Regions from separate parts of the Mus musculus genome. Here region 2 is linked to region 1. A link is a contact called in public HiChIP or PLAC-seq data. All regions are on one chromosome and are shown on one strand. The core of a region is the stretch at or near the end of the contact, and the rest is flanking DNA. Distances in the headings are between cores, read along the strand shown. Region 1 overlaps Aqp7 (aquaporin 7). Region 2 holds the start of Aqp3 (aquaporin 3).

The links. HiChIP or PLAC-seq counts read pairs in DNA pulled down with a chosen protein or histone mark.
Region 2: a contact with region 1 is called in an H3K27ac HiChIP or PLAC-seq map of embryonic stem cells, with 6 read pairs. The contact joins the promoter of Aqp3 here to the enhancer-like site in region 1. A contact is called at or near these places in 18 of 39 promoter capture datasets (the 3T3-L1 cell line, the C10 cell line, the HPC-7 cell line and 12 more), 5 of 484 Hi-C or Micro-C datasets (the C10 cell line, bone marrow-derived macrophages, cortical neurons and 2 more), 4 of 115 datasets of contacts at active chromatin or transcription factors (embryonic stem cells, intestinal villus epithelium and pancreatic cancer cells) and 3 of 9 other capture datasets (adipose tissue, liver and pancreatic islet).

The regions. Positions count from the first base shown.
Region 1 is chr4:41,027,705-41,033,465 of GRCm38.p6, reverse strand. Aqp7 (aquaporin 7) reads left to right here. Exons shown (of 8, transcript NM_007473.4): 8 at 1-392. Among named protein-coding and RNA genes, the nearest start is that of Aqp7, 18 kb to the left of the region's middle. Within about 2 kb of position 2,110, at least 20 of the 459 cell types and tissues checked have an H3K27ac peak or open chromatin away from gene starts, as enhancers often do. A contact at or near this core is called in adipose tissue, bone marrow-derived macrophages, embryonic stem cells and 1 more, where this site is marked.
Region 2 is chr4:41,095,591-41,101,351 of GRCm38.p6, reverse strand. It overlaps Aqp3 (aquaporin 3), which reads left to right and starts at 3,169. Exons shown (of 6, transcript NM_016689.2): 1 at 3,169-3,350. The coding sequence starts at 3,243.

The DNA.
Region 1 (5,761 bases), core at 861-3,360:
TTGTGTATGCTAGGTAATATCCATAACTAACTTAAATCCCAGCTCCCCAGTTTTTTCTTTTCTTGTCTTTTCTCTTTCTTTCTCTCTTTCTTTCTTTCTTTCTTTCTTTCTTTCTTTCTTTCTTTCTTTCTTTCTTTCTTTCTTCTTTCTTTCCTTCCTTCCTTCCTTCCTTCCTTCCTTCCTTCCTTCCTTTCTTTTTTTTTTTCTTTTTTTGGTTTTTCAAGACAGGGTTTCTCGGTGTAGCCCTGGCTGTCCTGGAACTCACTTTGTAGACTAGGCTGGCCTCGAACTCAGAAATCCGCCTGCCTCTGCCTCCCAAGTGCTGGGATTAAAGGCGTGCGCCACCACTGCCCGGCCCAAATTTTTTCTTAATTAAAAATTTTAATACCACATATGTACTGTGTGTCTTCCATCTGTGATAAGTATGTGTGTGTGTGTACATATGTGTATATTTCTCCTTTTCCTTTTCTTCCTTTTTTCCCCTTCTGCTTTTTTTTCCTCTTTTGACAGGCTCTCACCATTACTCTGGCTGACCTGGAACTCTGCTATGTAGGTCAGGCTAGCCTGAAACTCACATAGATACATCCACCTCTGCCTTATGAGTGCTGGGATTAAAGGCCTGCACCACCATACTTGGCTGAAAAGTGCTTGAAACCCATTTCCAGAATCATTTTTTTGTATTGCTTGGTATGGGGTGAAAGCTTTTAAGGGTTGGCTTCTAATTTCTTCCTTCCAGTCACTAGGAGGAACTGATTCCAGAGGTGGGAAGGAGGAAGCAAGCAGGCAAATCTTTCAAACAGGGTAAGGGACAGGAAAAAGCCTCCTGAGCTGGAGGGAAGGTTCGGAGGACCAGCTGTTGGTGGCGTCAGTCTGGATTCAGAAGACAGCATCCCTCTGTCCTTCTGTTACTGTCTCCAGCTGCTGAGCCCTTACTGTGTGCAGGCCCTGGGAATGCATGATGCAAGAGGCTGGGCCTTTGCATCTGGGGGCTGCAGTGCCTGCACGTGTGTATGTACGTGTGTGTCTGTGTGTGCATGTATGCCTATGTGTGCTTGTGTGCACATGTGTGCACGTGTACATTCGTGTGTGTTTGTGTGTGTATGTGTGTGTGTTGCTGGGTGGGGAATGAGCTAAGCAAGAGGGAGAGGCATTGCCCCAAGGGTTCTAGGATCAGCGAAAAGATCACAGATATTCTTGCCAGTCAGGTCAGAGATCAATTTTCAGAAGTGCAGACAGAGCAATGTGGTGTCTAGCAAGTGTCCTTTACTAGAATTGAGAGCCACACGATAGCCTGAGTTTATTGATTCTTTCCCCCTATCCATGTAGGTGTCCTAACCTGCTGAGCCATCACACTGGAAATAAGTTTTTTGTTTGTTGTTTTGAGATTCGGTCTCTTTCTGTATCCAAGGCTAGCCTCTAACTGTTAACCCTCCTGCTGGGATCCCAGGCCTGATTGGCTCCTTGCAGTTTCTGGTCTCAGTGTCAGGTCACAAGAGCCTTGACCCCATCCACAGATCAGTTGTCTCTATTCTCAGTTGATACTGGCTGAAAGTCTACACCAGGGCAGACACCACTGAGCTTAAAAGGGCTAGAGACACAAGGACATCCTCGGCCTCCTGTAGTTTATATTCCTGTACAATTCATGGTGTGTGAGACATGATGCTAAGGCAGTGGGAAGATGCAGGGATGACACAGTGAGCCATGTGGATCCTGAGGGAAGAGCCTGGCAGGCTGAAGGTGAAGCCAGTGCATAGCCCATGACTGGGAGGCTGGAGGAGTCACTGGGCTGCAGTGCAAAGATGGTGAAGGGCAGGAGGGGATGAGGTCAGAGAAGTTAGGCCGGGGAGCCTGAGGCCAGGCCCAGGGGATTGTAGAGGACAAGTGTGGAAGAGAGGTTAGGGCATCTCTGGAGGAGAAAGCCAGGTTTCGGTGCAGGAAGGAAGGAAGCAGCCAGTATGGGTGGGGTGGGAGTCACAGCACCTATGGGGCCTTGGGCTTTCAGCTTTGTTCATTATACATTCCTTTCCCATTATTCTTCCTGACCCAGTACACACTGGCTGTGGGCCCCACCTGGCTTTGGGCCTTGTTTTCCCATCTAGACAATGAGATTTGGATCTGTTGGTGTTCCGTGGCCTCCCAGATGACTTTTCCAGACCTCTCTCTTCATCCTGCTCCCTCTCCAGTTGAGTGTGCTGTTGCAAAGGGGCATAGGCATGAGGCAGGGGCAGCTAGTCCCACGGCAGGCCCCTCGCAGACTTTGGAGAGGGTTTGGATCTCAGCTTGGTGGTCCAGCTTTGAGAAGAGTCCCTTACTCCTTGTTTGGCCTGCCCTCTCCCTCTCTCTGGGCTTTGCTAGGGGACACTGGCTACACTCTGCTCTGGGTGGTCTTACTCACCTTCAGATGGAGACTTGCAGGCTGGGAAGTAGGAACAGCCTCCTCATGCTGATGCCCTTTATGTGAGGAGGCTGTGGCCAGCGGCTTTGACTCCACACCCACCTCTGCACTGACCTTGTAGTGGAAGGAGTAGGTCTTAGAGAGATTCCAGCCATCCCATATAATAAGGAGCGTGGGACACTTAAAAGCACAGGAAGCCACCAGCCTGGATCTGAGTCCTTGCTCTACCCTCACTAGCTCTATGACCTGAGGTAGAAGCTCCCACCTCATAGCCAGTGCTAGGAAGACAGGGTTCTTCCGGGCACAGGGGTCTTCACGCTTGCTGCCTTCACTCCACTATCATCCAGTCCTCTTACATTCAAGGATGCTAAGGGCCATGTGTCTAGGCACCCAAGGGTATGACCTCTGCTAGCTTTGGGCTTTATACTGTCAAATATACTATGCAACAAGAATATAAATAACATACAGGAACAATTAAATAACACACACACACACACACACACACACACACACACACACACACACACACACACACACTTCTCATGCCCTCACACAAAACAAGCCCTTATATATAGTCCCAGATGCTCGAGAGACTGAATCAAGAGGTTTGAAGGCAGCAGGGCAACATAGAAACATTTGTTTCAAAACAAAACAGCAAACCTCCCTCCTTACATTGAAAAGCCCAATGTTTCAAGTGTCCACTTCTGAAACCCTGACAGGCTGTTGAGACTCAGTGGGCCTCAGTTTGCTTACTTGTTAAATAAGGATGAGGCTCAGAGACAGAGGAGTTTCTGTGTTTACTACTATTATCATTTCCCTGTGATAGAACGGGCTGGGTAGTGTCTGCTAACCAGACACCTAGCTCCAGCTGAAGGGAAGGTCAGAGCAAAGGCTCATGGGTGTGAACCAAAGGTAGAGGAGAGGGCAAGGCTGGGAGAGCTGGAGGCACCATTGCCCTGGTCCTCTGGCCTGGCCTGTGCCCTGAATGGTTGACAGAGTGTTCTGGCACCATCCTAGTATCTCTTCTTTTCCATCCACTCTCCAGACATGACCTCGCCATCCTTTAAAAATCATGATGTACTAGCTCCCTAGCCCAGTCCTGTCTCCAGAGACTTCAGACTCCCATGTATGGCCTCCTAACAGGCAGACTGTCAGCTTTTTTAAAAAAGATTTTTATTTATTTTATGTATATGAGTGCTCTATCTGTATGTACACTTGCATGCCAGAAGAGGGCATCAGACCTGTTATAGATGGTTGTGAGCCACCATGTGGTTGTTGGGAATTGAACTCAGGACCTTTGGAAGAGCAGCCAGTGCTCTTAACCACTGAGCCATCTCTCCACAGCCCCAGACTGTCACCTCCAACGCCTCTTCTTCTCCTCAGTAAATGGCAAATTCAGTCTTTCAGCTGCTCTGGTGACAAACTTTGAAATCATCCCTGCCTCTTCTCTCTCACACATCCCACACTGCAGCTGTCAACAAATCCCTTAGGTATTATTATCTGCAAAACATATCCAGAATCCAGCCCCACCACACACCACAGACACTGCTGTCTCTCTTGGATGGCACTAGTGCGTGATAGCCTCATCTTAAGATGCTCGTCCTTGCAGTCTTAATATAGGGTCTGGATCCCTTATTTATTTTTATTACTTCAAATTTCCGTTTTTTGTATGTGGGTGGTGCATACCAGTGGAAGCCGGAGGGGCAGGGTCCCTCTGGAGCTGGAGGAGGTTGTGTGGGTGTTGATTTGGGTGCTGAAACTAAAGTTGGGTCTTCTGGAAGGACAATGGGTGCTCTTGAGTTAGATCTTACACATTACTCTACCCAAAGCTTTCCATTGGCCAGTAAAGCCTGAGCTGACCCCATTAAATCCCAGTATCTTTTGGACAGCTGCTCTTCCCTGTTACTGGCTCCCCCATGGCCTTTGGATCTTGCTGTTTCTCCACAGTTTATGGTAATGGCTCCGCAGCAGAGCCCTTTGCTGTGGCTTTCCCCCTCTGCCTGGAATAGTTTTCCTTTGGGTAGTTGCATGGTTTGCTTTCTCCCTGTGTCTATTTAACAACAAACAGAGAAAAGGATCAGCAAAGAAATGAAAACGTGGGCTGGCGAGATGGCTCAGTGGGTAAGAGCACCCGACTGCTCTTCCGAAGGTCCAGAGTTCAAATCCCAGCAACCACATGGTGGCTCACAACCATCCGTAACGAGATCTGACTCCCTCTTCTGGAGTGTCTGAAGACAGCTACAGTGTACTTACATATAATCAATAAATAAATCTTTAAAAAAAAAAAAAAGAAATGAAAACGTGACAAGAATATGGTTTGTAACTGCTACTAAAATGTTTGAACTTCCAGGCCCTGGTGGGGCACACCTTTGATCCCAGCATTCAGGAGGCAGAGGCAGGCAGATTTCTGAGTTCAAGGCCAGCCTGGTCTACAGAGTGAGTTCCAGGACAGCCTGGGCTACATACACAGAGAAACTGTCTCGAAAATAATGAAACAAAACAAAAAGGTTGAACTACAGTACTTTCAGGAGGATGGGTGAGTACACCCCACGCTCCGGCTTAGGGTTCTATACTGCTCTCTAGTGGCCACTCTAGAAATAAAGTCCTGTCTTCTGAGAGGTTCAGCTTGTTGTTTCATTTTCTTGTCCACTTCACAGGACCTGTTGGACCATCCTGCCCTACAGAGTTTTCAAAAGAGCTCTGTCCTGTGGGTCTGTGGGGAGCACACACGGTACCTAGTGAGATCCCAGATTCTCAGCTGTTCATGTGGAACCTTGGGAAAGTAACTTGACATACTTTCTGCAGCTTTGAGGAGTGAGAGATGAACGTGGTGGTCAAGCTTGGTGCCCATGAGGTGGTTATCTTGGTGACTGCTACAAAAGGTTCCTGGGAAAGGGTGGAGAGATGGACTTTAGACTCCTTTACTCGAAACTCTGCTGTGTTGGCACAGCAGGAGATCAAAGTGGGGTCAGTGAAAGCTCCAGCCTTGCCAGGGCCACCTGACCACAGCTCCATTTCTCCCCACCCCCATGCCACCTGCTGAGACTGTGCAGGTCTGGGCTGGTGGCTTAGCTGCTCTGATGCCCTGTGGCATGCCGACTCTCCACTTCCCCTTATGATGGCTTGGCACAGCACACAGGTGAGAATCATTGGCTCACTGGGAGGTAGCAGAATCTGCCCAGCACATGGGTAGGAACCATCACTCCCGCCCTATGGATGCTGAACCCGATACCCACTGTAGGCAAAGTGTCTGGGTCAGAGGAACCTGGTCACCTTGGTGTTCAGTTGGGCTCTCGGCCCCCACATCTCCTAAGTCTATTCGCCAGAAGAACAAGCTACAGGCTTCCTGGACCATAGGAAAGGAAT
Region 2 (5,761 bases), core at 1,920-4,419, 67 kb before region 1:
TGGGGGAGGGGGCATGCCACAGTGCATGTGTGGAGGTCAGAGGGCATGACCTCTGACTTCTCCTTCCACCATGTAGGTCCCTGTCACCTCAGGCCTGGAGGAAAGTGCTGAGTCCACTCACTGTATTTATTTTCTGAGCAAAGGTTTCCTGTAGCCCAAGAGTGGCCTTGAACTCCTTGACCCTTGGGTCTCCAATGCCCCATTGCTGAGATTTTAGGCTTGGCTCCTCTCTACCTTTCATATGCTAATCCTTGTTTCTGACAGCCATTCTCCGAGGACAAGTCCCCAGGACTCAGCTCTTCCAGATTAAGTCCTCCTGAAAAATGTAGTTTCTTGGTCTTCTCTGGCAAAGAATGCATCTATACAGACGGGGGGGGGGGGGCACGACACCCCCATTTCTCCCAGTTGTAAGGAAGCAGGGCTCAGGCTTCTATACCCGTTTCCAGATGATTGGTTGATTGATTGATTGTTTTGATGCCAGGTATCAAACTCAGAACCTTGGACATGCTAGGTAAGGATTTTACTGTTGAGCCACAACCTCAGCCCAGTTTCCCAGGTACTAAATGAAGCATTAAACTTGTGTGTGATGGTTCATGCCTGTAATCCCATCACTTGAGAGGTTTAGGTAAAAGGTTGTCAAGAACTGGAGGCCAGCCTGGGCTACATAGTGAGTTGAAGGCCAATTTGGGCCAGTTTGTGTGACTTTGTCTCAAAAACAAACAAACAAAAATCAACCAAATCAACCAACGAAACAAATAAACAAACAAAAAACCAAAATGAATGAATGAATGAATGAATGCAGCACTGGGAAGGGATGGCACTCAATGGTAGAGTACATGCTTAGGATGCCATGCCCCAGGCCTGAGCAGAAAGAGAAAAAGAAGGGAGGGAGGGAGGGAGGGAGGGAGGGAGGGAGGGAGGGAGGGATGCAGGCAGGCAGTACTGAGAGCAATGGTGCCTATGGTGTTCCTCTGATGGATCAGACATTTTTACAGTTTGATGTAATTTCTCTCCATATTTTAGACTTTGAGACACAGTCTTTTTTGTGCAGGATAGGAACTGAAAAGAGAGGAGTCTCACTCTGTAGCTCTGGATGTCCTGGAATTTCACTACGTAGACCAGGCTGTCCTGAAACTCACAGATCCACAAACAGCTGGGATTAAATGTTTTCACCAACATACCCCTTTCAGCCATTTAAAAAATAGTTATTTTTATTCTTTTTAATTATGTGTCTGTATGTGGGTTTGCACACTTGGGCCACACTTACCCACAGAGACCGGAGGTGTAGGGTCTCCTGGATCTGATGGTGATGATGCCTGTGTGGATGCTGGGAACTGAGCTTGGGTCATCTATAAGAACAGTTCACTATAAACCACCGAGCCACCTCTCCAGCTTTCTCTTCTCTTCTCTTCTCTTCTCTTCTCTTCTCTTCTCTTCTTTTCTTTTTTTGAGACAGGCAGTTAGTAAGTTGCCCAGGCTAGCCTTGAACTCACCCAGTAAGATAACTGCTGAGTCCCACCCTCAGAACCCGTCGGGGGCCGAGTGCAGCCACTACCCCTCTGCCTAGCCTGGAGGCGCTGGTGGGGAAGACGGGTGACAGTTGTAAGGAGGGTCCTGTGGAGCTTGAATTTGTAAGCTTCCTGTCACCCTCCCAAGTAGCTGGTGAACTCTCTCTTTTTGAGACAGGGTCTTATTATGAAGCCTAGGCTAATTCCAAATCCACAATTTTCCTACCTTAGCTCGTGAGTGCTGGGATTATGGGTATGTGCCATGAAACCTGGTTGAGTTTAATCTCTCTCTAAAAAAAAAAAAAAAAAAAAAGCCAGGCGTGGTGGTGCACGCCTTTAATCCCAGCACTTGGGAGGCAGAGGCAGGCGAATTTCTGAGTTCAAGGCTAGCCTGGTCTACAGAGTGAGTTCCAGGACAGCTAGGGCTACACAGAGAAACCCTGTCATGAAAAAACAAAACAAAACAAAACAAAAAAAGTAAAAATAATTATGCCAGATGTGGTGGCTCCCGTTTTTTCAAATTCCGGCCCTTGGGAGGCAGAGACAGGTAGATCTCTCTTAGTTTAAGGACTGGGGCTACATGGTGCGTTCCAGGCCAGCCAGGGTTGCAAGGTAAGGCCTTATCTAAAAAAGAAAGAAAGAACGAAAGAAAGAAAGAAAGAAAGAAGGAAGGAAGGAAGGAAAGAAGGAAAGAAAGAAAGAAAGAAAGAAAGAGAGAGAGAGAGAGAAAGAAAGTGAGAGAAAGAAAGGAAGGAAGAAAGAAAGAAAGAAAAATTAATGATGATATACATGTGGGCACATGCACTGCTATGAACGTGTGGAGTTGGTTCTTTCTCTTCGGGTGGGTTTCAGGGATTGAATTCGGGTTGTCAGTCTGCCCTGGCAAGCGCTCTTCCTGTTGAGCCTACTCCCGGGGCCCCAGCTTAATTACTTAAAAGAGTAGATTTACATCGATGGGAGTGGGAAAGGAGGAGTTAAAAACAGCTGGAATTCACATGATGTAGCATGTGACATGTCAAGACAACAGCAGCTCAGCCAAGGGGGAAGGTCCACAAGGAGAAAGCCCAGGTATCCCGGCCCGCACGTGGCGCGTCCAGACGGTGTGACCAGGTCACAGGACATATACCATGCTAATCAACACATGCAACATGTGACATGTTCCCAGGGCACACGAAGCGCTGGTGAATTCTGGTTAGAACTCTGCATACACCTGCCTACCAGGGTCGTCACTCTGAGGTCTCTTCCCACTAGAGGTTTATAGCCTCCTTTAAAAATCAGCCGCCCGATTGAAGACCTGTTCTATCCAGTCATCGCAGCAAGCTGGTTCCTCACTCCTAGCGTGAGACGATGCCCACAAAGGCTCTCTGTGAAGGGGGTTGGGGTAGGGGGGTGGGGGGGGGTGGCGCTCGGGAGACCGCTTGCTCTTCCCGTTTTCACAGTATCCCAGTCCTCTCAGTACAACACTCACTCCCCTAAGAATCCTGCAGAGCCAACCCACCCTTAAAGCTCCACAGGACCCTCCTTACAACTGTCACCCCGCGTCCCCACCAGCGCCTCCAGGCTAGGTGGAGGGGTGGTGGCCGCACTCCGCCCCCGCGGGGTTCCGAGGGTGGGGCTCAGCAGGCTGAGCGTATAAAGGGCGCCACCTGCGCTCCGGGCCACCGCTCTCGGTGCCTTGCGCTAGCTACTTTGCACTCGTACGCCGCCGGACCTCGCCGCTGCCTGCCTCGCGCCATGGGTCGACAGAAGGAGTTGATGAATCGTTGTGGGGAGATGCTTCACATCCGCTACCGGCTGCTTCGCCAGGCGCTGGCGGAGTGCCTGGGGACCCTCATCCTTGTGGTGAGTGCAGGGTAGTGAGCAGTCCTATCTATTTCAGGCCCCGTGGTCCCCAACTCCTTATTCACTCCAGGGACAGTTTTCCAGGCAGACACGACCAGTTCCCCAGCTCTGCTCCCGAGGCTTAACCCTCAGGGTCAAGCTGACCTCCAAAGCCTTCAACAGTCTTGACAGTTCTAACTCAACTTGTGACAGTGCTACTTACCCAAGAACAGCTCTGCTATTTTGCCTTTCCCCCTGGAGACAGAGACCAAGGCTGCGGAGGGTCACCCCTTAGTGTGGGACCTCCCACACGTTTCCTGGCTTCCCAACTTTCCCAGGGCTCCAACCTCAGGACACAGCAGAGAAAGGCAAATGGACACCCCTATTAAGTTATTTGGGTCTTGGGTGTCTGGCCCCTAATGAATAATTAAGCCTCAGAAAGTCCAAAAGTTGCAGTGAAGTGAGGGCGGATTACGGCAGGTAGGGGCAGAGGGCGCAGATTTCTTGGGCTGTAAGCAGCAAAATCGGAAGAACGGAGATTGTGGAAGGAAACAGAGCCTAACAGAACAGTGGGCGCGTCTAAATGTGTTGTGCACACGCTGTAGGAGTCCTTCGGATCCTGCGACCCAGATGCTTCCAGCGTCTTTGCTGGCCTTTTGATCCCCCCTCTGCCTCTCCTCTCAATGGCCCCTGGTGAACCCCCAGATCTCAGGCTTCTGCAGTTTTGCCCCGAGTTCTGGTTAACTTGGCGCACTTCTTGATCAGACAGACACTATGGCTTTCATTTCCTGTCCCAGTTACTCTGATTTTCAGCCACTGACTTGTTTTTCTGAGTCTCTTCTCAATTCCGGTGTCCCTTTTTGCAGTGGGGTGGGTTACTTGAGTTCCAGCAACAGCCTCAGTCTTGGGTAGTGCAGATCAGTCAACTGGCGAGGGAACATGGTGGGGCAGGCTACACATGGAGAAAGGGGGCCCAAATGTGCCTCTGACTTCATAGACTAGTGGCCTATCAGTTGTCCCCACTCCCTCCTGCCTCGGTGGTTCCCTGTTTCCTATCTTGATTTGTGAGTCTGGCCACCTGTTCGGTTGAGAGCAGCAAGAGGACAAGGGAGGGTGTCTTACAGTTTCAAAATGGGGCCCCCTCATCCCGTCCCAGTTCTCAGAGCCTATTCCTCTGTAAAAGAACAGTCAGTCCCCCCACTGAGTCCCAGGATCACTTGGCTTAGCCTAGACCACAAAAAGAGGGTTCTGGATTTGTGGTGAAGGCTTTCAGGCTCAGGTAGATGCGAGAGATCAGGTGTCAGGGAAAAGCTTGAGGAGAGGGGAGAGCAAGCCTAGTGGATCCCCTGATGACTGAGGGCCTGCTCGTGTCCCTGTGTTGGGGACTTGAGACCTCTGTGTCAGGATCCAGGTTGACTTTGGGGTGAGGAAAGCCCCCTTTTTTCTGAGGTATATAGTTGGGTGGTATATGGGGTGAGGGGCTGGCTAAGAACCTGCAGCTGGGTGAAAGTGCAGGATAAGGAAGAGGAAAGATTAGCCCCAAGGTGGTGGAACTGGCTTTGACAGCCTCCTCCTCCGGAGGCCCCTTGGCACGGAGCCAAGTCTGGGCCTCAGGCAAAGAGCTCAGGCCAGGGTCTGACTGGACATAGTGCCCGGGACGGCCACATGCCTCCACCCCTTGCTCTTACAATCTCTGACCTTTGCTCTCACCTGCCGGAACACCTTTGACCTACATCGCTGCCACTGGCCTCCCTGCCTCATCTTCCCGAGTGATAATAATCAGTGCTTAACAACCCAGCACCCAGGCTTGGACCCATTAGAGTTAATGAGGCACAGCTTGCTGCTGGCCAGCGTAGCACTTACTTGTTTGTGAGACCCCGGGTCTCCTTCGCCCTAGTCCTTGGCTGTTCTAGAACTCACTCTGTAGACCAGGCTGGTCTCTCTGCCTCGAGAGTGCAGGGATCAGGCCTGGCTCAGCATAGCACTGGTTCAGTTATGGAGAACTGAGAAAGGAGTCCCAGGGCCGGGCTGGAGGAGCGTGGAGGGCCACTAGAGACTTGAGGCAACAGCACTTAACAGTTGGTGGAGAGTATTCACACTTGAACATATGTCTGTCTGTCCCTGCCGATCCTGAGGCACCTTTTAGTCCCTCTATCCCAGGGTTAGAACAGATCTCACGGGACCTAGAGGGAAGAGCTGCTTAAAACCTTCTATTTAGGACTCTACAGATCAGAGTGGAAATCCTGGAGACAGCGGGCTGGAGAAGGAAGAGGAAAAGTGGCCTGGGGAGGGACCGGCAGGGACAGATGTGAACAGGGAGGCTATAATGAGGAACACGTGAGGACCAGATACGCAGACATTTCTCCATGCAGGAGTAGATTCAACTTCTCTTTTGATCTCTCTCCGTGGCCCCCACCTCCTCCACTATGACC